Linked DNA regions of Nothobranchius furzeri: region 2 is linked to region 1. Evidence: chromatin contacts called from public Hi-C data. All regions are on one chromosome and are shown on one strand. Each heading gives the region's core, a stretch centred on a gene start, on an enhancer-like site or on the middle of the called end of the contact. The rest is flanking DNA. Distances are from core to core; before and after follow the strand shown.

What was found. A called contact is a pair of places that touch in the nucleus more often than the background predicts.
Region 2: a contact with region 1 is called in a Hi-C map of skeletal muscle, with 2.5 times the contacts expected there. The contact joins the enhancer-like site here to the promoter of nr1d2a in region 1. A contact is called at or near these places in 2 of 2 Hi-C or Micro-C datasets (skeletal muscle and tail fin).

What each region holds. Positions count from the first base shown.
Region 1 is chr5:63,691,331-63,696,776 of NfurGRZ-RIMD1, reverse strand. It overlaps nr1d2a (nuclear receptor subfamily 1, group D, member 2a), which reads right to left and starts at 3,427. Exons shown (of 8, transcript XM_015949795.3): 1 at 3,134-3,427; 2 at 1,605-1,817; 3 at 1,424-1,512; 4 at 1,188-1,332; 5 at 413-1,095; 6 at 140-325. The coding sequence starts at 3,164. The region is part of intron 1 of septin7b (septin 7b); the gene reads right to left.
Region 2 is chr5:63,734,111-63,740,080 of NfurGRZ-RIMD1, reverse strand. The region is part of intron 1 of septin7b (septin 7b); the gene reads right to left. The region is part of intron 3 of LOC107379177 (retinoic acid receptor beta); the gene reads right to left. It overlaps LOC129163421 (a long non-coding RNA gene), which reads left to right. Exons shown (of 3, transcript XR_008563304.2): 3 at 1-339. Among protein-coding and RNA genes, the nearest start is that of LOC129163421, 5.1 kb to the left of the region's middle. Within about 2 kb of position 1,435, at least 1 of the 3 cell types and tissues checked has an H3K27ac peak or open chromatin away from gene starts, as enhancers often do. A contact at or near this core is called in tail fin, where this site is marked.

The sequences.
Region 1 (5,446 bases), core at 2,178-4,677:
TACTTGATTTGACACCGGAGGAAGCAAACGTCAGCTGAACAGTGAGTTCTGGTGTCATTTCATCTTTGTTAGCAGAGTAAATATTTATCCAGCACGCGGCTCTGTTAGAAGAGCCTGCAGCCTCCGACTGCCCTCTCACCTCGAATGTTCCGGCTTTCAGCAGGCTCACTTGGTCGTGTTCAGAGAGGTCACGGAAGCCTGGGATCTTCTTGGCAAACTCCACCACCTCCCGCACGGCGGGGGTGAAGCTCATGGAGAACTCTTCCCAGATCTCTTGGCTGGGCTTGTTGGGGTCCACGTAAGGTGAAGTGTTCATGGGGCAGACCTTTAGACACAAGGAGGACATGATGAGATACAAATGTCTTCTAGATGTGTGTTTTAGATCAGGAGACGACCCTCAGGCGTCACTCACCAGGTATGCTCTGCTCTTCACACAGCTGTTTGGTCTGTCGGAACCACTGGAGGTGGATTGTGCGTTGAAGTCATGCGGTTTGTGGCTGTGCTGCTGCTGTTGGTATGCTCCTGTCTCGTCTCTGAAGGCAGAGTTGGAGACGCTGCTGCTGTACGGACAGCGCTGGTAGCTTCCTGCAGCTGAGTTGTCGTTGTTGTTCCAGCAGTTGAAACTTTGCTGCTGCTCCTCCGCGCGGCTGTTGCAGCCCGTCTCCAGGGCAGCCGTGCCAGGTGACGAGGAGAGTTGATCCTGAGTCTGTGACCTCTGCTGGCTGAAAGGAAAGGCCTCTTGGTGCTGTCTGCTTATCGTTACCACGGCCTCGTCCTCGCTGCTGTCCGATGCACAGGAAGAGGCTGAGCTAGAGTTGGTGTCCATGGAAACCACTGACTCAGAGTCCTGGGGGCACTGAGGGGAGGACGGGTTGGAACACGATGGAAATTCAGAGGTAGAGGAGGAGGAGGAGGAAGAAGAAGAGGATGAGCTGGCGTCGCTGCTCATGGCATCCATGGGTAGAGAGGAGCTCTGGTCGCTGTGCAGCATATTGTGCAGCTGGCTGTTTTTGCTCATCATGTTGTTCATGGCATTCTGCATCTCCAGCAGCATCCTCTGCTTCTCTCTTTTTGGGATGCGGCCAAATCTCACAGCTAAGAACAAAAACAAGAAACATGAGATCACATCTACCTTTAAAAGCATCTCTTGAGAATTTTTCAGATGCCATTTGGACCCAGACACATACCGTCTCTAGACATGCCGACAGCCAGACACTTCTTGAAGCGACACTGCTGACAACGGTTCCTGTTGATCCTCATGATGGTGCAGTTCTCCATCTTCAGACACTTCTTATACTGGATGTTCTGCTGGATGCTTCTCCTGAAGAAGCCCTAAAATACCACAGGGAGCATTCGCCAAGTGAGTGTGTGCAGAAGCATAAAGAAGACAAATTCATGCTAAAGAGTTCAAGCTTCAGCTAACCTTGCATCCCTCACAGGCGTGGACGCCGTAGTGGAAACCTGAGGCCACGTCGCCGCACACCTTGCACAGCAGCACCATACCGTTAATTTCTGCAAAGACGAATAAAGATTGAGTGAAACGTTCAAGACAAACGTTCAAGACAATGCCATCTGCGTGTCTGCAGGAAGGTAGAAAATCTTACTGGTGATGCTGCACTTCGTGGAAGTGGTGGAGCGACCGGTCTTCTCGGAGCCCGGGCCGCGCTTTGCGGGTGGAGCAATATCCACTACCATGCCCACGGCCCTACTGGGCAGCGAGGATCGAGGCACAGCCGGTGATGCTGACGCGTAGCTGCTGTTCACACAGGACTCCGAGGTGGAGGCAGAGCTGGATGAAATGTAGGCAATGACTCCTCCTGTTGAGAGGAAGGAACGTCCATTAAAGATAAATAAACAGCAGCAGCTTACTCCAGTTGCTCCAAGTTAAAGTGTAACTCTGGCGATAATGACTCATGTATAAACTATTCATAGAAAGCGGGGGTGGCTGTGACACACCCAGCGTGTTTGTACATGTGTGTTGCTGTTTGCTGGTTGGTTAGTTCCCTGCTGCTTTTGACCTGCTTTATCACCTCCAGTGCTGGTTGGATAACAGGGTTACATAACATGTCCAGGTCTCTGCTGTCCACCAGACAGGGTCACTGAAGCACCAGGGCAAGTCTCACACACCTAACACGAAATACACGTGTGTGTGTGTGTGTGTGTGTGTGTGTGTGTGTGTGTGTGTGTGTGTGTGTGTGTGTGTGTGTGTGTGTGTGTGTGTGTGTGTGTGTGTGTGTGTGTGTGTGTGTTCACAAAGTAGCTTCAGTTATTAGTCAAAAACTTTTTTTAATAATTTACTTTTTTTCATTCTGAGTCATGAATGTTTTGGGTTAAAATCTTTAAATGTGGTGAATTTCCACTAATAGAAACATCTGTGTGTTTCTTGTAAAGACAGAAGGTTGTTTTTCTTGTTTCTGTTCTTTTTAAACCTCAGACTGATTACCTAACCTCAACCATGACTGTTCTCTCTCACGGCCCACCCACACGTGGATCTGTCATGAATTTCTGCAGAATCTGGGTCAGCCGCCACGGTCTCTCCCCGGTCTCACGTGGACAGCGCAGAAACGCTCACTCCTGGATTATGCAATGCTCTACGTCACGGACTCCTCTCTGGCCAATCGGAGGAGAATTCCGCTGACGCGTGCGCGCAGAGAGGACCGCCCCTAGACCAATCAGCGCGCAGCAGCTGGGACAGTGTACACAGAGGCACATGGTTTGGCTACAGCGTCCATGTGAGCCGGATCGGGAAGTGGAACACTGTTGTTGTGTCAAATGTAAATGTAGCAGCGCCACTGGTGCTCCTAACCCCGATCTATGTTCCTAACCCCGATCTATAAAACACACACCCAGAAGAAGCGTCTCACCGCAGTCTGAACACGCAACACCACCTTTACATGTGCCATACATGTTATTAGCATGTTTGTAATTAAAACAGCAGTTTGCACTGGCGTCTACACGTAATTTGTAACAGTTAAATGAGACAAATGATTATTTTAAAATCATGAATCAACTAATGAAGGCATGGCTGATTATGTGTTATTTCCCACTGATGAGCTCTAACATCAATGCAGCAAGTCCGCACCGTGCACAAAAATCCAGGTTTTAACATTTTACTGGGACACTGGGTTCTTACCGGGTTTGGCGGTTCCGACGTCCTCCGGCATCGCTGGATGTGGAAGAAAAACTGTCCCAGAAGATATTTGAAACTAAATCCAACACTGTCAGAGGCAAACTGCGCCGATCAGCCCGGATCAGAGCCGAAACTGGAGCTTCTTCTTCGGTAGATGATGTGCAGCCTTGAGCCAATGATTCATGGAAGAGAGCGAGGTTCTTCCAGAGTTCTGTTTTCTGACGGAGAGCGGTTCTGGATCAGAGGAGCTCCCCCTCTTGTTGTGTGTGACTGACTGCGGGTTAGTCAAGAGAACTAAATGTTCTCAATAGTGGACCATGTGACCCATTCGTCGGCCACGCCCCTCCACCCGGCAGCTCGGCTCACTTTAACCCAGTGACACACTTTCAGGACGCCGGAGGGGGCGGAGCCAGGCGTCGTAGCGGCGTAACGCAGCAGTCACGTTGCAGAGCACAACGTGAAGTCAGCCGGGTGCGTGCTGCTGCTGGATGAGCTCGGTTCTGTTGAGCTGAGCCTTCATAGTTGAAGTAGATTTATTTACGTTCCCTAGAAAACATGGTGTTACATGGTGATTTGACTCGTTTTTATTAGAAATGTTAGTCATTTATGACTGTTTTTAGTCTAAATCTGTTTGTTTACTATTGAATTGTCACACGTGACGATCTTATCAGCCGCACAAAACCCTGCTGCACGTGTTTTTGCGCACTAGCCGCAAATACTTTCGAAATACTTTTTAACTCTGAGACAGTGAGCTTGCTGTGTTTTTCCTTGTCAGTAGGAAAATGTTAGCATCACAAATAGAACAAAGGCTACAAAAATAGACCAGATAAAAAAAATAATAAAAAAATAAACCACAATAAAAAGCTGGAAGAGAAGTGTGTGATGATTCAAGTCTAAATTATCTAGAAACGTTGGAGAATAATTTTAGAAGATGACAATTTTCTCAAATACCTAGTGTGTGTTCCGGCTGTGTTCCCGGAACACATCTGAAAAAGTAGCAGACTTGTCTTGTAGGGGCGTATCCACTAGTTTGATCACGATGCATCGATTCAGCGGACTGTATTTTGATGTTTGCAGTTAAATCAACCTCAGTCTCAACCATTTCCAACCATTTGGGATCCACCTGGTAAGCCATCATGTATATGTGTTAATACCTAGCCTGGCCATGACCCATAGACAGCTCAGTCAGGGATAGTATCGACGGTTGTCTTTCAAACCGTCTCCATACGCAATTGGACAGTGCTAGGACCAGTCAGAGCAACAATGTGAAATCATATCAACGGAAATCAATGGTGCAGTCTGCCATACATCATCCTTTTTTCAAGGTAAATGACTTAAGTACCTCTGCTCATGTCTCAAAGAAAAGCTCACGTCTAAAATGTCCAAAGTTGATGCCAAATATATTTCAAACAAGCACCTTTCCTGAGTTTCCATGGTTGTTTTGCTGTCACAGCTCTGCTATCATCATTTAAAACAAAAGCTTAGCTGTAATGTTGCTGAGCCCGCTTCACGTCTCTACAAGCCGAGCCAGTGGTAGACCTGCTGAAGCTACAGTGTTTGTCTAGGTGTCTAGGCCGTCAGTCGATATGAAACAATATTACAAGTGGACACGGTCATTTCTGACTGCTCGCCATGATGCTGGAACAGGTGGAAAACAGCATGTCAGCAAAACTTCACAATGAAACATTTCAAAGTGTTTGCTACATAGCCATTCTATCGATTTTTGCATTTAGGATCGATGAGCATATAATAGTTCTATTGTTACCCTGTCTTATTTCAGATATTTGAGTGTTTCAGGTTCGTTTGTGTGAGACTGAAGCCCTGAGATCATCCAGCCGTCGGCTCCAGAGAAGAAACAGTTTGTTCTGATGCTTCTGGACCTTTGCCCCATGAGTAGTTCTGGCACTGGTGGGTGAGGGTGTTCCTCCATCAAGTCACAAATGGTAAAAATTAACTGTGCTTTAGGAAAGTACTTTGTCATGTTCATAGATGAGTCTAAATGCATTTTTATGTAGGAAAGCTTTTCAAAATGAACATTTCAATTCAATTGGCTTGAAAATGAATAGAAATAGATGTGAACTTATTTTACTTTCTGTATTGTGACTTGAGCAAAACTGAATTCATGTTTTTAGTAAAAGTACAACTCTGCTGCTTGATTTGGAAACCGTAAAATCTCTCCAGTTTGTGAGTTTGGTTTTTTTAAACCGATTAATCGTATGCAAGCTCTCCTGGAACAGGTTAAAAACAGGGTATTATTATAAAATAAACACAAGAATGGTTAAACATCAGACTCCAAAACAAAAGCTCCGGGCTTTC
Region 2 (5,970 bases), core at 186-2,685, 45 kb before region 1:
TCTAGATGACAAGCAAACTTATACACAGTAAATTGATGAGTAGATAAATACAGATCGTAAACAATATTTTTGTCCCTTTTTGGCTTCCTTCCAACATGAATGAGACATTAGATTGTGATTTTTTTCACTGTACAATTCGTACATATTGTACCTTGAAATCAGGATCATTTGAATAATTTATTAAAACTTTATTGAAATCCATCAGGTGGTTCTTGAGTTGATTTAAAGCAGATATGCCGTTTATTTCCTCAGAGAGTACCATCTAGAGGTGGAAAAATGAACTGCAGCTTGAGCCTCGCTTCTAACGTCCGTGATTACGGGTGTAAGCAACGCCCCTTGTTTGTGAATGTGTACCTCTAGGCAGGCAACTGTTGACTCACGTAAGTGAATGTCCACAGCCTGAGGCACACCGGAGGCTCTAATTCATTAAAAATGGGTAAGTATGCTATTTATTTGAATATTTTATGATCAATAGTACTTTAAAGTTATCAAAAGTGAGGCTGGGTTTGTGCCGTAATCTTCAGGGCCTAGACTTGGTGCATCTGGGACTATAATGGCTTCTATTTAAAATGACGGTGCGGCGCAACACGGAGCATCCGGCTCTGATGTGGCCCAGACTTAACACTTTTGGCTAATGCTAAGTTGCACGGGCCTCTACGACAAAGTGGATGGGCAAGAAAAAAGACATATTGCCTACATTTTATCACAGTACAGGGTGAGACTATCACTTTTACAGATTTCTAAAAACCCATACCAAATTCTTGAAAGGTGGAAAACTCCGGATTGCTGCTTTAAAAATAAACATAGACACAGGCAAAAACATTATTACCCACCCTTTGCCTGCGTGTTTACAGGCAAGTATGCCAGCAAACTGCCTCCGGCAGCAAGAATCCATTATAACAGAGTAAATAGTTTCAGCTGAGCTGCTGACAGTAAATTATGTCTTAAAGAGGCCAGTCAGTCACTAGAACGCCTCCAGCCCACTAAACTATTTTCTGTTGGGACATAGTTCAGATGAAATCAGCTTCAGCGATCTGTGCAGGTCATCTGCTGGACCAGGGAGCATGTGAAGCAGGTAAATATTCAGGTTAGCCTTTCAAAGTCACGTTGTGATGGTGTCAACACATTTTGGTGCGTCCCACTAGCTTGGCTCAGGCACCTACACACATGTCAGGAGAGCTCGGGATTACGCAACAACCCGGTCTCAGCCTTCCTCCTCCTCCTCCTCCTCCTGGATGGCCTACATCCAGTCGTCATTGTGAAAACACTCCAAGAGCGATCGTATTACACACTTACCAAAGTGGCCAGGGGGGCAGTTACATAGCATGCATCTGTCTGATACATGTGATGTATTTATGTAATGTGTTTGTAGCCGAATGTGGGTGAGCAACAATGAGAAAATGTGTCTGGGTGGATCCTCCAGCACCGCCCCTCCTCCTGCTCATACCATGTAACACATTCTCACTTATCCAGGTCACTGCATAGCACAGAAACACACACACACACACACACACACACACACACACACACACACACACACACACACACACACACACACACACACACACACACACACACACACACACACACACTTTATTTTCTTTGTTCGGCGTGGCGCTAGAGCACTGCTGGGCTTCACAGCAAAGTCCTCTTTAAGTTTTAAAAATCTAGATTTGAAAGTTTTTTTTTTAGAAGAACAAAGTTTCCCAACTGGCATTTAAAGTTTTTCTTTCTCATAAAGTTATAAGGAACCATATTCATAGAGAAAATGTGAGAAATGGCTGTACGTTTGTGTCACGTAGCATTTTTTTACACACACACACACACACACACACGCACGCACGCACGCACGCACGCACGCACGCACACACACACACACACACACACACACACACACACACACACACACAATTTTTTTCCTGTTTTGAATTGAAATACAATTTAAAAGCATTTTTCCTTATTAAAAAAGCTTGACTTTACAACAGTAATGTCCATGTCCATTGTTTGACTCTGCCTCATTATTTTTCATTAATTAAAAAAATGTGCTTTGGGGCAAATTTTCTTGAATAAATAAAATGCGATTAATCAAGATTAATTAACTACAAATTAATTAGTTACACTTAATTAGATTCACGTTAATTATATATATATATATAAATGAATAAAAGATATAAAAAGGAGTCTGAAAGACGGACCCGAGGGCAAACTGTACAGACATGCTTTGTAATATTCAGGCCACATGGATGAATGTTTCAACGTTTTTTTTACTAAGTGTCTTGGTCGGAGGAGGCAGTTCAGCTCTTTGCTCAGTGGACTGTTCAGATTACATAAAACTGAGAGTGACTGGGGGGGGGGGTCGGGGGATTAAATCCTCTGGATGGATGAAGTGAAAAAGATGAGAAATGTTAACAAAAGAAGGAACATCCTTTCAAAGTACAGGTGCTGGCCAGTAAATTAGAATATCATCAAAAGGTTGAAAATATTTCAGTAATTCCATTCAAAACGTGAAACTTGTACATTATATTCATGCAATGCACACAGACCAATGTATTTCCAATGTTCATTACATTTAAATTTGATATTCATAAGTGACAACTAATGAAAACTCCAAATTTGGTATCTCAAAAAATTAGAATATTCTGAAAAGGCTGAATATAGAAGACACCTGCTGCCACTCTAATCAGCTGATTTACTCAAAACACCTGCAAAGGCCTTTAAAAGGTCCCTCAGTCTTGTTTTGAAGGCACCACAATCATGGGGAAGACTTCTGACTTAACAGCTGTCCAAAAGACAATCATTGACACCTTGCACAAGGAGGGCAAGACACAAAAGGTGATTGCTAAAGAAGCTGGCTGTTCGCAGAGCTCTGTGTCCAAGCACATTAACAGACAGGCGAAGGGACGGAAAAAATGTGGTAGAAAAAAGTGTACAAGCTCTAGGGATAACCGCACCCTGCAGAGAATTGTGACGACAAACCCATTCAAAAATGTGGGGGAGATCCACAAAGAGTGGACTGCAGCTGGAGTCAGCGCTTCAAGAACCACCACGAGGAGACTCATGAAAGACATGGGATTCAGGTGTCGCATTCCGTGTGTCAAGCCACTCTTGAACAAGAAACAGCGCAAGAAGCGTCTCGCCTGGGCCAAGGACAAAAAGGACTGGACTGATGCTGAGTGGTCCAAAGTTATGTTTTCTGATGAAAGCAAGTTCTGCATTTCCTTTGGAAATCAAGGACCCAGAGTCTGGAGGAAGAGCGGAGAAGCACAGAATCCACGTTGCATGAGGTCCAGTGTAAAGTTTCCACCGTCAGTGATGGTGTGGGGTGCCATGTCATCTGCCGGTGTTGGCCCACTCTGTTTCCTGAGGTCCAGGTCAATGCAGCCGTCTACCAGGAAGTTTTAGAGCACTTCATGCTTCCTGCTGCTGACCAACTTTATGGGGATGCAGACTTCACCTTTCAACAGGACTTGGCACCTGCACACAGTGCCAAAACCACCAGCACCTGGTTCAAGGACCATGGTATCCCTGTCCTTGATTGGCCAGCAAACTCGCCTGACCTTAACCCCATAGAAAATCTATGGGGTATTGTGAAGCGGAGGATGCAATACGCTAGACCCAACAATGCAGAGGAGCTGAAGACGACTATCAGAGCAACCTGGGCTCTCATAACACCTGAGCAGTGCCACAGACTGATCGAGTCCATGCCACGCCGCATTACTGCAGTTATTGAGGCAAAAGGAGCCCCGACTAAGTATTGAGTGCTATACATGCACATTCTTTTCATGTTCATTCTTTTCAGTTGGCCAACATTAGAGAAACAAACATTTTTTCATTGGCCTTTAGAATATTCTAATTTTCTGAGATACCAGATTTGATGTTTTCATTGGTTGTCACCTATAAATATCAAAATTAAACGTAATAAACATCGGAAATACATTGGTCTGTGTGCATTGCATGAATATAATGTACAAGTTTCACGTTTTGAATGGAATTACTGAAATATTTTCAACCTTTTGATGATATTCTAATTTACTGGCCAGCACCTGTAGATGCTCGTCTTTATAGTGGCTCCCCCAGTGCAGTCAATCTGGTTTGTGACAAACTTTTCTCAGATCTTAAGTTTGTGATACTTGAGATGTTTGGACTCATTTGAGTAAACTGGCAGCAAATTACAAAAACAATCAAATTGTTGAGTTTTACAGTTCCGTAAACATCTACGTCTGATTTGTTTCCAAATTCAATCCGATTATTTTCAGTCCAGCTTTATAAGCTCTGGTTTCACATTAGTTAAATATTTTAGTGTAGGGATGGACAATATATCTGCATCATTTTTTAACATATCGGTATCGGTCCGATAAATAAAACCGAGCCAGTATTAACAACCCATATTTTTTCCATCTTGGTTCCATTTGTTTATCTTTTTCAGAGGGTGAGGGGGGTGATGTGAAATTGTTTAGTCATGTGACTGACTGTAATCATCTCAGATGTGTAAATGTGTGTGATGTGTGTACATAATGTAAATTCAGCTTTGATCATTTTCATGTTATACAAAATAGCTGATTTTAGAAGCATTAATGTCAGTATATCGGTATTGACAAATATCGGTTATCGGCCGTAACAGTGAAATTATATCAGAAATCGGTATCGGCCCAAAAATTTCATATCAGTGCATCACTATTTCAGTGCATTTGTTTTTTGGGTTAGTTACGGCCCAAATGGATCAACTCCCTTGGTTGACACGGCTGTGAAGATGGCCTAGCTGAGCTCAAAGTCAAAGTAGATATGATTTAGAGAAATGAAAGAAGATCCAACCCTCATCTATGGTTACAAGATCTGGACCAAAAAAACAAGATTGGATTAAAAGAAGCTGATATGAGGGTGAGGAGCTCCGTTATCTGATCCTCCTCAAAGGAAGGGATCAGCTGAGGTGCTTTGGGCATCTGATTCTTCCTAATCACCTCCCTTTGGAGGTTTCCAAGGCACAACCCACTGAGGGGAGACTCCGGCAGACCCTAAACTCATTGAAGGGATTAAATATCTATTGTCTCTAGGAATGCGTTGGGATTACCCAGGAGGAGTTGGAGCGGTTGGTTGGTAGAGGGGATGTCAAGGCTTCCCTCCTGGAACTGACACAAATTTATGAATAGATTGATTTTTTTTTTGCATTATTGTTTTGACTCCACTGTACAGTAACTTGCCAAACCCTAAAAAATCAATAAACACTGAAAAACCATTTAAAAATAATTGTTACTGAATATAATCAGTTACTCTGATTTTTTTCATACGGGCTGAATGTGAAAATAGTGGTCTCCTGCATTAACTTCTGATAGAAAATAGGCGGTGAAACTCTAGGATTAGAAAAGCCCGACAGATCTGCATCACGCTGTGAATTAACATTCATGGACTCACCCATCTTGACTCACAACGGAGAAGGCTGTTGCTGGTTTAACGTCCAGAAATCAGCAGACAACTTCCTGACCAGCGCAAGCTAACCGCTAGCATTAGCAATTGCACAACACGGCAGAACTCCTCCAGGCTTGTGATGTTTGTGGAGATAAAACATCTCCGTTGCAAAGCCAACAAAGTCAGTGGTAGAGTCACGTTGCTGTTAGCCAATAAGTGAGATGTCCAGATATCAGGAAATAAGACTATAAATCTTGTCGTCTGAATCTACTTTCTCCTCGAGCTCATTTCTCTGAGGGCTTCTGAGCTGTTTTTATAATTTATTATTGAGGAAGAACATCTGCTGAAAAACTAGAAGTTGAACAACTATTTTCTAGATTCGTGCTCATTCTTATCGCTTCATGAATCATCTGGTTGACTGTAAAACATCTAACTATGATGCCGAACCCACGTGTCACCATTGACTCAAAAGAGGAGTGTTTTTTTTCCAGGAACCTGAAGAATCATTCAGAAGGTTTACTTTGTGAAGTGAGACGACTCTTGTTGTGATTTGGCACTATAATAAAT